Regions from separate parts of the Triticum aestivum genome. Here region 1 is linked to region 2. Evidence: chromatin contacts called from public Hi-C data. All regions are on one chromosome and are shown on one strand. Each heading gives the region's core, a stretch centred on a gene start, on an enhancer-like site or on the middle of the called end of the contact. The rest is flanking DNA. Distances are from core to core; before and after follow the strand shown.

Region 1 (6,779 bases), core at 3,643-6,142, 150 kb after region 2:
TGTTGCAATATGTCGGTTAGCCAAAACACCCATACAAGGTACAACATTGTGAAGGCATCTCCATAAAAAGATTTTAACTTTGCTTGGGACTTTCAAACTCCACAGCTTTGCCCAAAACGGATGCTGAGCTGATCCTCCTTCGTACATTGGACCGGAATTGGAGTCAATGTAATTATCTTCCCACTGTCGGTAATAAGCTGATTTTACACTGAAAATTCCTGACTTGGTGAGGTGCCACGCCACGAAGTCTTCAATGTCATCCTGGTAAATGGGGATCTAGAGTATGCGATCGGCATCAATGGGCCAGAAAATTTCATGCACAAGTGCTTCATCCCATGCACCTGACACCGGGTCAATTAACTCATGGACTCTAGTCAGGACACAATTACCTCGAAAAGTTATGATCTTTCTTGAACAGCTAGAAGGAATCCAACTGTCCTCCCAGATATTAATTTTGTGACCACTTCCCACTCTTCAAATGCATCCCTTCTTAAAATTCTGGATACCCGCCCATATACTTTGCCAAGCATAAGAAGATCCCTTCTTCAATTTACAATTTAGAATGTCACCACTTGGGTAGTACTTTGATCTTAGTACTCTTGCGCACAAAGAATCAAACTGATCAATAAGTCGCCAACACTGTTTCGCGAGCATCACAAGATTAAAGCAATGAATGTCTCGAAAGCCCATGCCACCTCTATTCTTTGGGACACACATCGTCCACCATGCGAACCAATGCATTTTGCGTTGATCTTCTCCGTCACCCCACCAATAGTGCGAAATTGCGTCAGTGATTCCCTTACAATTTTTTTTGGGAATTTGAACACGCTCATCGCATATGTTGGGATAGCTTGAGCCACCGCCTTTATCAAAGCCTCTTTGCCGCCATAGGATAGTGTCCTTTCCTTCCACCCATTAACAATTTGCTGAATTCTCTCTATGAGATGTTTAAAACAATCCACCCTATCAACCCCGATAATTGACGGCAGCCCCAAACATTTGTCAGAGAGGGACTCTGTCATAATATCCAAAATTTGGCACACCTCCACCTTAGCATCAACATCAGTATTTGGGCTGAAAAAAATAGATGATTTAGCAGCACTAACCATATGTCCTGAAGCAGAACAATAATCATCCAGAATACTCTTCAGTGACGCGGCGTCGGCTGCATCCGCCCTCATCAAGATAAGTGAATCATCAGCAAATAATAAGTGAGATATCGTAGGTGAATCACGACAAACCTTGACCCCATTGAGATTGCCCACTTCCTCCTCATGTGCGATTAGAGCAGAGAGGCCTTCAGCACATAACAAAAACAGGTAAGGGGATAGAGGATCCCCTTGCCTAAGGCCTCTACTTGGGCTGAACGGGTTGGTTTCATTTGAGTTGAATCTCACCTTATATTCAACAGAAGACACACAGGCCATAATAAGTTGAACCCATCTCACATCGAATCCAAGCTTGATCAAGATAGCCTTCAGAAAAACCCACTCAACACGGTCATATGCTTTGTGCATGTCAAGTTTGACTGAACATGAACCAACCTTCCCTTTCTTCTTCTTCATGCTGTGAAGACACTCATATGCAACAATGACATTATCAGTTATGATGCGGCCAGGAACAAACACACTTTGGTTTTCACTAATTATCTCTGGAAGAAATACTTTCAAGCGCGCTGCCAACATCTTTGCAATGACCTTGTAGACAACATTACATAGACTTATGGGCCTGAATTGGGAAACAGTTTCAGGCGTGTCCACTTTTGGGATTAGAACGATAGTGGTGGTGTTCCATCCCTCGGGGATCACCCCACTATTAACCGCTTGGAGCACCTCCCTCACAAGATCATCCCCAACAAGATGCCAATTTTTTTATAAAAAATAGCATGCAACCCGTCTGGGCCTGGAGCTTTAAAATCTCCAATGCTAAACAATGCGCGCTTCACTTCCTCAGCAGTATATGGTGCCAGCAAGGCCTCATTCATGTACGGAGTAACTTTCGTTTTGACTTTATTCAAGACTTCAACTTTCGGTTCTATCACTTCAGATGTGAACAAGCTCCGAAAATATGCATCAATTAAACCTCTCATTGCTTCGTTATCTTCTCTCCATGCACCATTTACATCCATCAATCGACGAATAAAGTTTCTTTTCTTTCTCGCCGTCGCAAAGTTATTGAAGAAGTTGGTGTTACGGTCACCATTTTTCAACCAGTTCTCCCTACTGCGTTGTATCCAATATATTTCCTCCTTCTCCATTGTTTCTTCAATTTCAATAAGCAACTCCCTTTGCCGATCTGCCGACTCATCAGTGAGTGGCCCTAACCGCAAAGAATACAGCTCCTCCTTTAGCTTCTTAAGCCGACGCTGGGGGGATTTAAGAACCTCCCTATCCCAAATGTGTAAGTCTGCATGCACTGATGCGGTACGGTCTGCTAATGATCGCAGGCCTGCAGAATTTTCCCACGCCTTAGTTACCTTATTCGTGACATCATCTTCTTTGAGCCAGCTTGCCTCAAACTGCTTTGAGTATTACGCTGTTGACTATCCACATCCACCTCTCCTTCTAGGTTCAACACAAGAGGCCTATGGTCAGACTTAATATGTGGTGTGTTGGTCACAAATGCATTCGGGAACAGACCATGCAAGCTCCCATTGCAGACCACTCTGTCAAGTCGTTGACGCAGCCGTCTCCGGCGCCATGTAAACTGATCACCCACCGCTCCCATATCCTCCAACTCGCAGTCAACCAATGCATCACGGAAGTCCTACATCATGCGTGTCGGCCGCGGGGCTCCTCCTTCCTTCTCATGCGAATAAAGAATTTCGTTGAAGTCTCCCGCGACAACCCAAGGTGCATTATAGTGAGTATGCAGGCCGCGCAGGTACGTCCACGACAGATGCTTGTCCTCCCATCTAGGTTCTCCGTAGAACCCGGTAAAACGCCATAGCTCTTCTGGCAGCGAGCCCACCATTACATCAATAAAGTTCTTGGTTTTTGCCACCACTTCAATCGCATTTGGGTTCCGCCAAAACAAGATTAGGCCGCCACTAGCGCCAACACTTTCAACCACCTCAAGATGGTCCATCCTCAGTTTCTTCAACAGTTTCTTTGCCCTTGCTGTGTTCAAATGTGTTTCGGACAAGAAAAACACATCCGGCCCCCATTGCTTCTGGATGTCCAGAAGCGCCCTCTCCGCCGCGGTGCTGGCCAAACCGCGGCAGTTCCAGCATATGATTTTCATTGCGTCCGGCGATCCTCCTCACGGGAGGTCGCCGATGGCTCATTGTTTGTTTCACTAAGCTCTGATCTATGCCTTTTCTGATCATGTATCTTCTGCGGGGTGCTCATCAGATTCTTGTCAATAGGTTCCATGGCTATATTCTCTAATAAGCTCACTTTATCAGATACAAAACCTGGAGGGGGCGCCGAGGCCAGCACCCTCCCATCATTGAATGTACCGTCTTGTCCAATAAGTCGTTTCCTAGCAATAGGAACAATTGCACGAGCAGGGCGTTCAGGGATCTCCCCTAAATCCAAGTCCATGTTTTCCTGCAGGCGCGGATCACCTGCTGCACCTCTACCTCTTCCAAAGCCTCCTCCCCTTCCTGCAGCAGCTCCACCCCGGACAAAACCACTACCAGTTCCTCCACGGTCGCCTGAGTTATCAAAGTTTACTAGGAGCCATTCACCCCACTCACACTCTTCGGGCCTGTGGATCCCATCACCACATTCAGTCACGATGTGCCCAATCAAACCACAAAAGTCACAAAAATCAAGGAGCTTCTCATACTCAACAGCATACTTCTTCTTCTCTTTGAGAGTCAAGGGGACGAACCGAACCAGCGGAGTATTCAGCATTAGAAAGACACGAGCACACAAGTATCTCGCAGGATTCAGACGCCCCTCATTCACTACAACTTTTATGGGTGGAATCCCAACTTTTCGAGCAATCTTTTCTGCCAAAGCCGTGTTCTACATCAGACCTTCAGGAATCCCCATAATTCTGGCCCAGACTGGGATCCTATCCAGCTTGTAATCTCTGACATCAAATATACCATCATACTCTTCAATCACAACAGCCGCGTTGCGGAAAACCCAGGGACCGCCTCCCATCACTCGGTTCCAGTCGCCTAGGCACATGAATTGGGCAAGAAACAGGTTGGTTTCCACTGGCTTAAACGTCACTCCTTGGGCAGAAGCCCACGCATTGCGCATCGCCTTAAACAAGGCAACATGAATGAAGGGCTTCTGTGTATGAACCCTAAAGATCCCTATCCAGCGAGTCTCCTGAATCAGCCCTTCCACTTCACCTGATAGGTCTAGTTCCTCTTCTTCTTCACCATGGAGATTCAACCCGCTAAACCTGTCCTCAAGATTTGGGGCGGATCCACTGCTGTGGCCCTCCCCGCTGCTACCTGGAACCCCTCCTGCTGGGTTCTCTGTCGCCATTGAATCGCCGGTACACGCTAGCACCTTCGATCTACAATCTCCACGCAAGGGGCGACCTGGATCGATGGGAAGATGGACTCTGTCGGGCGCGCCGCCAGAGGAAGCAGGGGAACCCTAGCGGGAGCCAGGGGAAAAAAACTCGCAGTCTCTTACGCACGAAGTTTTCTTTGTGCGGGAGCATCGGACCGAGTAGTTAGTAGCGAATGTTTCCTGTTTTGAGTACTACGATTACCGTTTTCTTTGTTGGGCAGCCGTACGTTTTTACCCACGCGGCCAGGCCAGACGACAGTCAGTCGTAGCACGCAAGAAGCGGTGATTTGCCACGCCGCGGGCCACAAGGAGCAATCCCGCCCCTCCATCTCGCCATCCGACGGCCACGGATGCGCGCAGGGCAGGCGGCCGCAAAAAAGGCCGATCCCGTCGCTAGCCGACCACGAGCGGAGCCCGAGGCGACGCCCCGACGACTCCCCCCATCAAAAGGGGGGCCGGGCGAGGCGAGCGAGCAGCAACTCCAACAAGCTACGCAGCACACAACCCTCTCCACCCCCAGCAATCCATCCATCCACCCCACCCCCACCCCCCTTTCCCCTCCCCTCCCCGGCGGATTCCCTCCCCGAGCTCGGCAATGGTACGTCTTCGTCCTTCCCCCGACCCCCCTCCCCCGCGCCGGGTCTGCGGTCTCCGCGCGCCGATCTCGCCGCCTGCCCCGCAGATCGGCGCGTGCTCTCCCTCCCCGTAGTTCAATTTTCCTCCGCTCGTCGGTCGATCTGGCCGCCGGTAGAGGAGTACTGGCCCGGACGCCTGGATCGGAGGAAACCGGGGTCGTCCCTTGCTTTACCTCCTTTTTTTTCTGTTTTTTTGCGTCGCCAGCGGTCGGATCGTGGGAGACCCGTCCTGCTCTCCTCGCGAATCTCTTGGGCGAAACGCGCGTCTTGGTCGGTACCACGAGATTTCGCTAGGCGGGGATGGCTGGCCCCTCGGATCCTTGGTTTTAGCAACTTGTAATCGGTAGATCCAGGCTCCACATGATGTATCGTCCATGGAATCTCAGCTGATCTGTGCCGCCACCATGCATCTGCTGCCTGTTATCTAGCAGCACATGTTGACGATGCCGTGCATCTGTGGGTAGCACTAGCGCCGGGCCACCAAAGCATGATTTACAACCTATTGAGCGCCAGTTTTGTCTCCAAGAGATCACTAATCCATGTTCCAGACTATGGTGGACAAGGGTAGAGAGAGATCTGGTAGTGTGTGTTAAGTTGATGGATAAGTCTGATTCAGGTGGTTGCAAGTGAAAACTGTCTGCCGTGCACAAGATTAACAAAAATTAGTACATGTAGCTCCTGATTTCAACTTTTGTTGGACTGTGACATGTTGAGCCCTTTGGCATTTCCTTTCCTAGTTCATGACATTGTAATGAATTTTGGCTTCAAGCACCTATGGGGTAGTGCTCTCTTCCATTATCTAGTAATAGAAGACTAAGCGCAAAGGGGTTCCTTGAGTTGTATGCTTACTTAGAGTCTGATGTTGTTCAAGTGGAATTGAGGTTGCATTGTCTGTGTAGCTATGATATCTATCGTGACTTTGTTTATGCGCCCAGGCAAACGCTTCATCAGGAGCTGGGATCCATGATGACTGCAAGCTGAGGTTCGTGGAGCTCAAGTCCAAGAGGATGCACCGCTTCATAACCTACAGGCTGGAGAACCAGAAGGAGGTCATTGTGGACCAAACTGGGGAGCGTGAGGCAACCTATGAGGACTTCACCAAGACCCTCCCTGAGAACGACTGCCGATTCGCAGTGTTTGACTTCGACTTCACCACCCCGGAGGATGTGCCAAAGAGCAGGATCTTCTATATCTTCTGGTATGTTCTTCTCCATTCCTTGCATTTCCATGCATGGTTAGTTCACATCATCCAAAGTGCTTACGGGGTACGTTGTGCCTGAATTCGAAAGGTCCCCCGACACGGCAAAGGTGAGGAGCAAGATGACGTACGCGAGCACCAACGAGAAGTTCAAGAGGACCCTGGACGGCATCCAGATCGAGATGCAGGCCACCGACCCCAGCGAAATGAGCCTCGACGTGATCAAGGAGCGCGCGCACTAAGGCAGATCATCCAATGCCCTCGCAATATGGATTTATGTCAAATATAGATTTGGCGGTGTGACTCTTGAAACTTTCTTGATGATTTGTGGCTTTGTTACCGTGTCGAAAGGCCCTCCTCCCGTGGCCCGTGTGACCACGGAGGGCTTGCTCTATCATGTAATCTGTTCTTTTTCTTGTGCCCATTGATATGCCGGGCCTTATGCTGCTGCACTGCACTGTTCTT
Region 2 (6,333 bases), core at 2,903-5,402:
AATTTTAGCTCGACTCGAGATTGACTAAAATATAAACAAGCAGAGTTTGAGCATTTTATGTAACTCGACTGAGAAACGAGCCGATCCCGAGCCAATACTAGCTCGCTCGATTTTAGCTCGATAATTCGACATGATATCATTATATTAAATGATCATACCATATATTAAATGGAAATAAGATAATTTATTACCAGATATGTTGTCCATAATTTTCTCCAGTTTATTTATGAGCAAATATGAAAGTTTAATTAAGTGCAAAGAAGATTTAGGCCTTATTTATTTCAAAATAGTTTTAGGTCTTATATTATGGTCTTTGGCCAATAATTTGTTTTCCCAATTATATGTCTATCGCGAATCATTATCTTATTTGGTACTAAACTTTTGGGTCTGAAAGAATACGTCAAAATACTTTGAAGAAATTTATATTATCATCATCTTGATTGGTGCAATATTTTTTTAGTGCTTTCTCATGTCGTGTTGAGCCTTATCTAGTTGGGATATTCACCATAGATTTATGATTTTTACCATCTCATTTAGCTCAAAAATAGGTCGAGATCGACTCGAGATCGTTACAAGCTGAGCATGAGTCATGTTCTACAGCTCGGCTTTGAGCTTCACTCAGTTTAAGCTCGCTCGAATTTTCATATGAGTTGAGCTGAGCCAACTCCAACTCACTTGAACTCGACTCGTTTGCAGCCCTATTTGGTAGCCCGCATACACCTCAACCAGGCTGAGTTGGGCCAAGAAAAATGTGTTTGGTTGCATACGGGGTGGGCTGGCTCGCATGTGCAAGAAAATTAAAGGTGCCCAGAGCCTGGCTCATTGAAAACCCTTGAATCAGCAGTTTCCAGCTAGCCAGGCTGAGCGCCGCGTAAAGTAGAGACGGCGCTATGGCGCCGGTGCAAGGGGAAATTGAGTGGAGATGGCGAGAGATGGAAATTGGGCATGACGGGATGGTGCCAATTCTAGCCTCAACCCCCCCTCTATTTATTCGGTCACCACTAGTTCTAGGACAAGCACTCTCTCTATTCTTAGCACCGGTGGCGATAGAGGCGGCGAATGTGACAACAGCAATCTCTGACGGCAGGAGTTGCCGCTCCCCTTACTTTTGGTCGGTCATCCTTGACTCAGCCATGGCTACCCCTTCGTCATCCTCGTCTCCGATGCCAGTAAGCAACACCCGCCCCCCTGTGTTAGGTCAGCTTTTAGGCCGGTAGGCAAGGTGTACGATCGGTTTCCCCATTTCTCAACGCACCCTTATTGTCGACTAGGTTATGGACGATGGGCGAAGCTGGTAGTTCAGGCAGCAACACTCATAGTTGTGATTCGGGCATGGCTCATGTTCATGCATTAGAGAGTTGTTCCTCATGGTGAGAGGCCTGTCATCACTTATGATCCAATGCTTATAAGGGATCAAGCAAGGATAGCGAATCTGAACTACATTTACAACTGCGACAACACAGAGGCTCTGTGGATGCTTCGAATGGAAAGAGCGCCATTTTCCAGGCTTGTCCAAACCTTCGGGAGTAGGGGGCTGCTACAGGATAGCATCCACACCAGTGTGGGAAAGCAAGTGGCCATGTCCTCCATGTTGTTGGCCATAACCAAAGGTTTAGGGTTATGCACAATACCTTCAGGAGATCAATGGAGACAATCTCCAAGCACTTCAGGCAAGTGCTCTATGCTGTTGGGGAGCTCAAAGCAGAGATGATCAGGTCACCAACCGACCGGACTCCTACCAAAATTCGCACTAGCCCAAGATGAACCCATACTTCAAAGTGAGCACTAACAGTATTTTGTCCATGGCTTGATATGCTTGTATTGTTCAGCTATAGCCATAACACAATCTTGTATTGCCATTTTAGGATTACATTGCCATTTTAGGATTGCATTGGGGCAATAGATGGTACTCACGTCACTGCCAGAGTGTCGAGGTCACAATCTGCAGTATACAAGGGGAGGAAGCACTACACAAGCTAGAATATCCTTGCTGATTGTGATGGCTGGCTGGGAAGGGTCAGCACATGATGCTAACATTCTCAGTGACAACATGAGTCATTTTGAGGGCATCAACATCCCCAGTGGCAAGTTCTACCTAGGAGATGGTGGCTATGCATGTCGGCCAGGTGTTCTTCCACCCTTCAGGAAAACCAAGTACCATCTGAACGAGTTCGTTGGTAGTAACTATCCTAGGACTCCACAGGAGTTTCTCACACACTCCATCCTTAGAGTTACTGTTGAGAGGGCCTTTGGAGCTCTGAAGAACATGTTTAAGATCCTAGATCACAAGCCATTCAACACTTTCCCCACTTAGGTTAAGCTTATTCTTACTTGTTGCATTCTGCATAACTGGATCATGCAATGGGGTTGTGATGAACTGGTGCCTGAGGAGGAAGATGTGACGCCTGACGATATTGTGAGCTCCGGCCATGGTGTGGAGGCATTTGACAACGAAGCCTAGAAAAACAAAAGGACGAAGCCGGGACAGGCAATGTGGGATAACAGAGGCCAGATAAGGATCTGTAGAAGAAGAAGAGCAAGAGCAGCAGCAGAAGAAAAGGAAGAAACAGAGCAACAGAAGAGGAAGAAACAGAGCATCAGAAGAAGAGGAAGAGGATGGACTTCCATCTAGTTAGCATCGATGATGAACTTTCTCCTATTCAGCCATGACTCTTAATAATGTGTACTGCCATTTGATAGTAGTTAGGATGTACCGTAATTTGTTTCGTACCTAGGAGTGAAAAACTATGTTCAGATCATGTGTGTTAAGGTCCCCACTGGTGAGAAGTGATGAGAGCACCTTATACAGATTGCAACCAAATAGCTTGTCATATGTGCATCCAATGCCACGCGGCCAACCAAAAGACGGGTTAAAATTAGTTCCGCCATCCAGCCAGCTTAAATGCGGGCAACCAAACTAGGCCGAAATCACTATTCTGACCTTTTCAGCAATCTTTGTCACAAAGTGAACTCGACATGAAAGTATTTCATGATCTGACCTTTTTAGCAACGCCACAGCCCGTAGCGTTTCTTCTCCATATAAAAACGCCGAGGTAGCTCGCGTTTTAGACCCACAGACGAACGCCAAGTCAGTTCTCATTTATACCAGCCATGAGGACAAGCACAGCACAGGGAGAGTGCTGCTGGAGAGATGACGAGTCATCAATGATGATGCAGGTACTCTGATTCTGGCCCAAGGCGGTTCACACTGTTCACACGAAAAGATGCAAACACCGTGGTAGGTGTTGTCAGGATCAGCATTATTACTGCAGTGTTGTCAGGATGCAGGTACTCTGATTACCCCAGTGTTTACCGTGGTAGGTGCTACAGAGTGAGCAGTAAGATTACTTCACCTGGAGCCGGCGGGAGTTTATGCTACAAACGCCAATGATCGTGGCGTTTCGGCCTGGGCGGCAACGCCAATGCGCTTGGCGTTTCAATGTGGATCGGAAGCGCTAGCTAGCTTGGCGTTTGTATGTGGGTCTGAAACGCGAGCTACTTCGGCGTTTTTATATCGAGAAGAAACGCCACGGGCTGTGGCGTTATTAAAAGGGTCAGATTGTGAAATACTTTCATGTCAAGTTCATTTTGTGACAAAGATTGTTGAAAAGGTCAGAATAGTGATTTCGTCCACCAAACTATGTACAGATCGTGATTTTTGATTTGTTTCTCCTCAGCCATGACCATCAAAGAAGTACATGCAATATGCAACGCAGATAAATCGATGCAAGGAACCAAACACGCTCTTAAGCCTTTTGTTTTCTCCATTCATCCCTTGGCCGTGGCCGTGGGCTTTGCATGAATGGAGAAAATAAAAAGCATGAGAGTTACGTGCAATGGTCAAACTTGAATGGCACGGCCGGAAATCGTTGGAACAGTCAATTTCCTATTTCACTCACCTGGATACGCAAAGGAACCTTCCACCGTGATTGACAGGCGTACCAACCGAAATGTGCACGTCACTGCGGAAGCACAAACCAACTGCTGAGCTGATCTTCGCGAATCGAGGTACGTAGATGATTTCGAATGGACAAGGCACGCCCTGACCCTCAGTCTGCCGACCGACCACGCAACCGGAACTGGCCACCATCCCCACTCCAGATAGATGGCTTTTCAAGCTTCGATTCTTCGGCGTGAGTCACTCCAATTCTTCTTCTTCCCGCTGCCACATCGCCACGTCCAGAACAGTCTTCCCGACGGACAGGGACACCCCAGCGCCCACACGTGTTCACCTCGCTGACACTGGACACGACGCACAACCATCCTATTTAAGCGCCAGGCGAGGCCACGCTGAAATAATACAAAAACCCACTACAGAATACTACCAGCAGTTCTTCGTTGCAGCATCATCACACAGATTTAAGGTTCAATCTCCAGACAGAAAATGGTACGCAATGTTACATTTACTTATGACCTGCCTCTCCTGGTCCTCTTCTTCTTAATCAGTTCACGCTAGCTAATTCGTTGTGGATTTGTGAATAACTTGGGTGTATTTTTCATGCAGGCGAACGCGGTGTCGGGCGTGGCGGTGAGCGAGGAGTGCGTGAGGGCGTTCCAGGAGCTGCGCGCGGGGCGCGCGCACCGGTTCGTGGTGTACAAGATGGACGACGCCGTGCAGCAGGTGGTGGTGGACAAGGTGGGCGGCCGCGACGCCGGCTTCGACGACCTGGCCGCGGCACTCCCCGCCGACGACTGCCGCTACGCCGTCTACGACCTCGACTTCACCGTCGGCGACGCCACCGCCAAAGGCGCGGACGGGGAGGCGCCGCGCAGCAAGATCTTCTTCATCTCCTGGTACGTTTCTCTTAAATAACACTCGTGGTCCTGTGTATCAGCATATGTGACCAAATGTGTGGGCTGCACGATGACATGTTGGTGTTGGTTGGTTATGTAAAAGGTCGCCGGCGAGTGCGGAGGTGAAGAGCAAGATGATCTACGCCAGCTCCAACGAGGGGTTCAAGAAGGAGCTGGACGGCACGCAGATCGACGTGCAGGCCACCGACCCCAGCGAGCTCACGCTCGACATCCTCAAGGACCACGCCACCTAACCAATCAATCAAGCCCCTATGTATGATTGACGGTTCACGCGTGCACGTTACGTGCGTGTGCTAGCTTTGTGCTGTGCATGTATCTTTGCCCTCTTCGATTGTGTTGTGTGCTTCCAATTGGATCGTGTCGTCGACCCCAAGAGAATGATGATGATTTTCCATTGTACCACTACGTGGTGTGCGAATAATTGACTCTTTCCTCAAGTGTAACACGTAATGGCAACGATTAGTTGAGGACATGTTCATGTTACAATGGGGATCTTTGCTTCTCCTCGAAAAGGACAAATGGGATTGCCCTGGTTTTATGTCATGGCAAAAAAGAAACGATTGAATTCGATTAATCTTCTGACATAAAACATTTGGATTTAGCATAGTCAATTTTGTGTACCTTGGGCTCATACATTCACATGTCAATGAATAGTAACACGAAAAGTTAAAATCTTCTGGAAAAAAAATCTTGAGATAAAACATCCGAGTTTAGTATAGTCAACTTTATGTACCTTATGTCAGGGAATAGTGACATGAAAAGTAAAAATCTGACATAAAACATCTGGGTTCACTATAGTCAACTCTATATACCTTGCGCTTGCGTTCACACATTGAGATGTTAATGAATAGTAACATGAAAAGTTAAAATCTTCATCCATTTATGCATTGAGATGTCAGTAAATAGTAACATGAAAAGTTAAAATCTTCCTGTGGTATGTTGATGTAAAACATTAGGGTTCAGCATAGTCAACTTTATATACCCTGTGCTTGCGTTCACACAGATCGGTTCGAACCTTTGCATGCCGAAACATCTGGGTTCAGCATAGTCAGCTTTATATACCTTGCGCTTGCGTTCACGCATTGAGATGTTAGTGAACAGTAACATGAAACGGCTCAGCATAGTCAAACTTCATGTACTTTGCGCTTGCGTTCACACATTGAAATGTCAGTGAATAGTAACATGAAAAGTTAAAATCTTTGTGTGGCATCTTGACATAAAACATCTGGGTTCATGCATTGAGATGTCTGTGAATAGTAAAATGAAAAGTTAAAATCTTTGTGTGGTATCTTGACCTAAAATATCTGAGTTCATGCATTGAGATGTCAGTGAATAATAACATTGTTGAGGAAATCGTTAACTGGTAGCTGCTCGGTTGGCTGGTGAGTAGGGAATTAATCGGCTAATCGGCAAGTTAATCGGCCATTTAATCAATTAACCGGATGATTTATCGGTTTATAGACTACTCGGTGACCGTACGAGTAGGGATTAATCGGCAAGTTAACTGGTTAATCGGAT

What was found. Hi-C and Micro-C count contacts between places; a contact is called where the count stands out from the background.
Region 1: a Hi-C map of leaf shows a contact between it and region 2, with 4 times the contacts expected there. The contact joins the promoter of LOC123113985 here to the promoter of LOC123113983 in region 2. A contact is called at or near these places in 5 of 5 Hi-C or Micro-C datasets (leaf, root and an unstated tissue) and 1 of 1 datasets of contacts at active chromatin or transcription factors (leaf).

What each region holds. Positions count from the first base shown.
Region 1 is chr5B:660,867,437-660,874,215 of IWGSC CS RefSeq v2.1, forward strand. It overlaps LOC123113985 (actin-depolymerizing factor 4), which reads left to right and starts at 4,893. Exons shown (of 3, transcript XM_044535332.1): 1 at 4,893-5,079; 2 at 6,052-6,314; 3 at 6,406-6,779. The coding sequence starts at 5,077. The coding sequence ends at 6,556.
Region 2 is chr5B:660,719,973-660,726,305 of IWGSC CS RefSeq v2.1, forward strand. It overlaps LOC123113983 (actin-depolymerizing factor 3), which reads left to right and starts at 4,153. Exons shown (of 3, transcript XM_044535330.1): 1 at 4,153-4,387; 2 at 4,505-4,794; 3 at 4,898-5,265. The coding sequence starts at 4,385. The coding sequence ends at 5,048.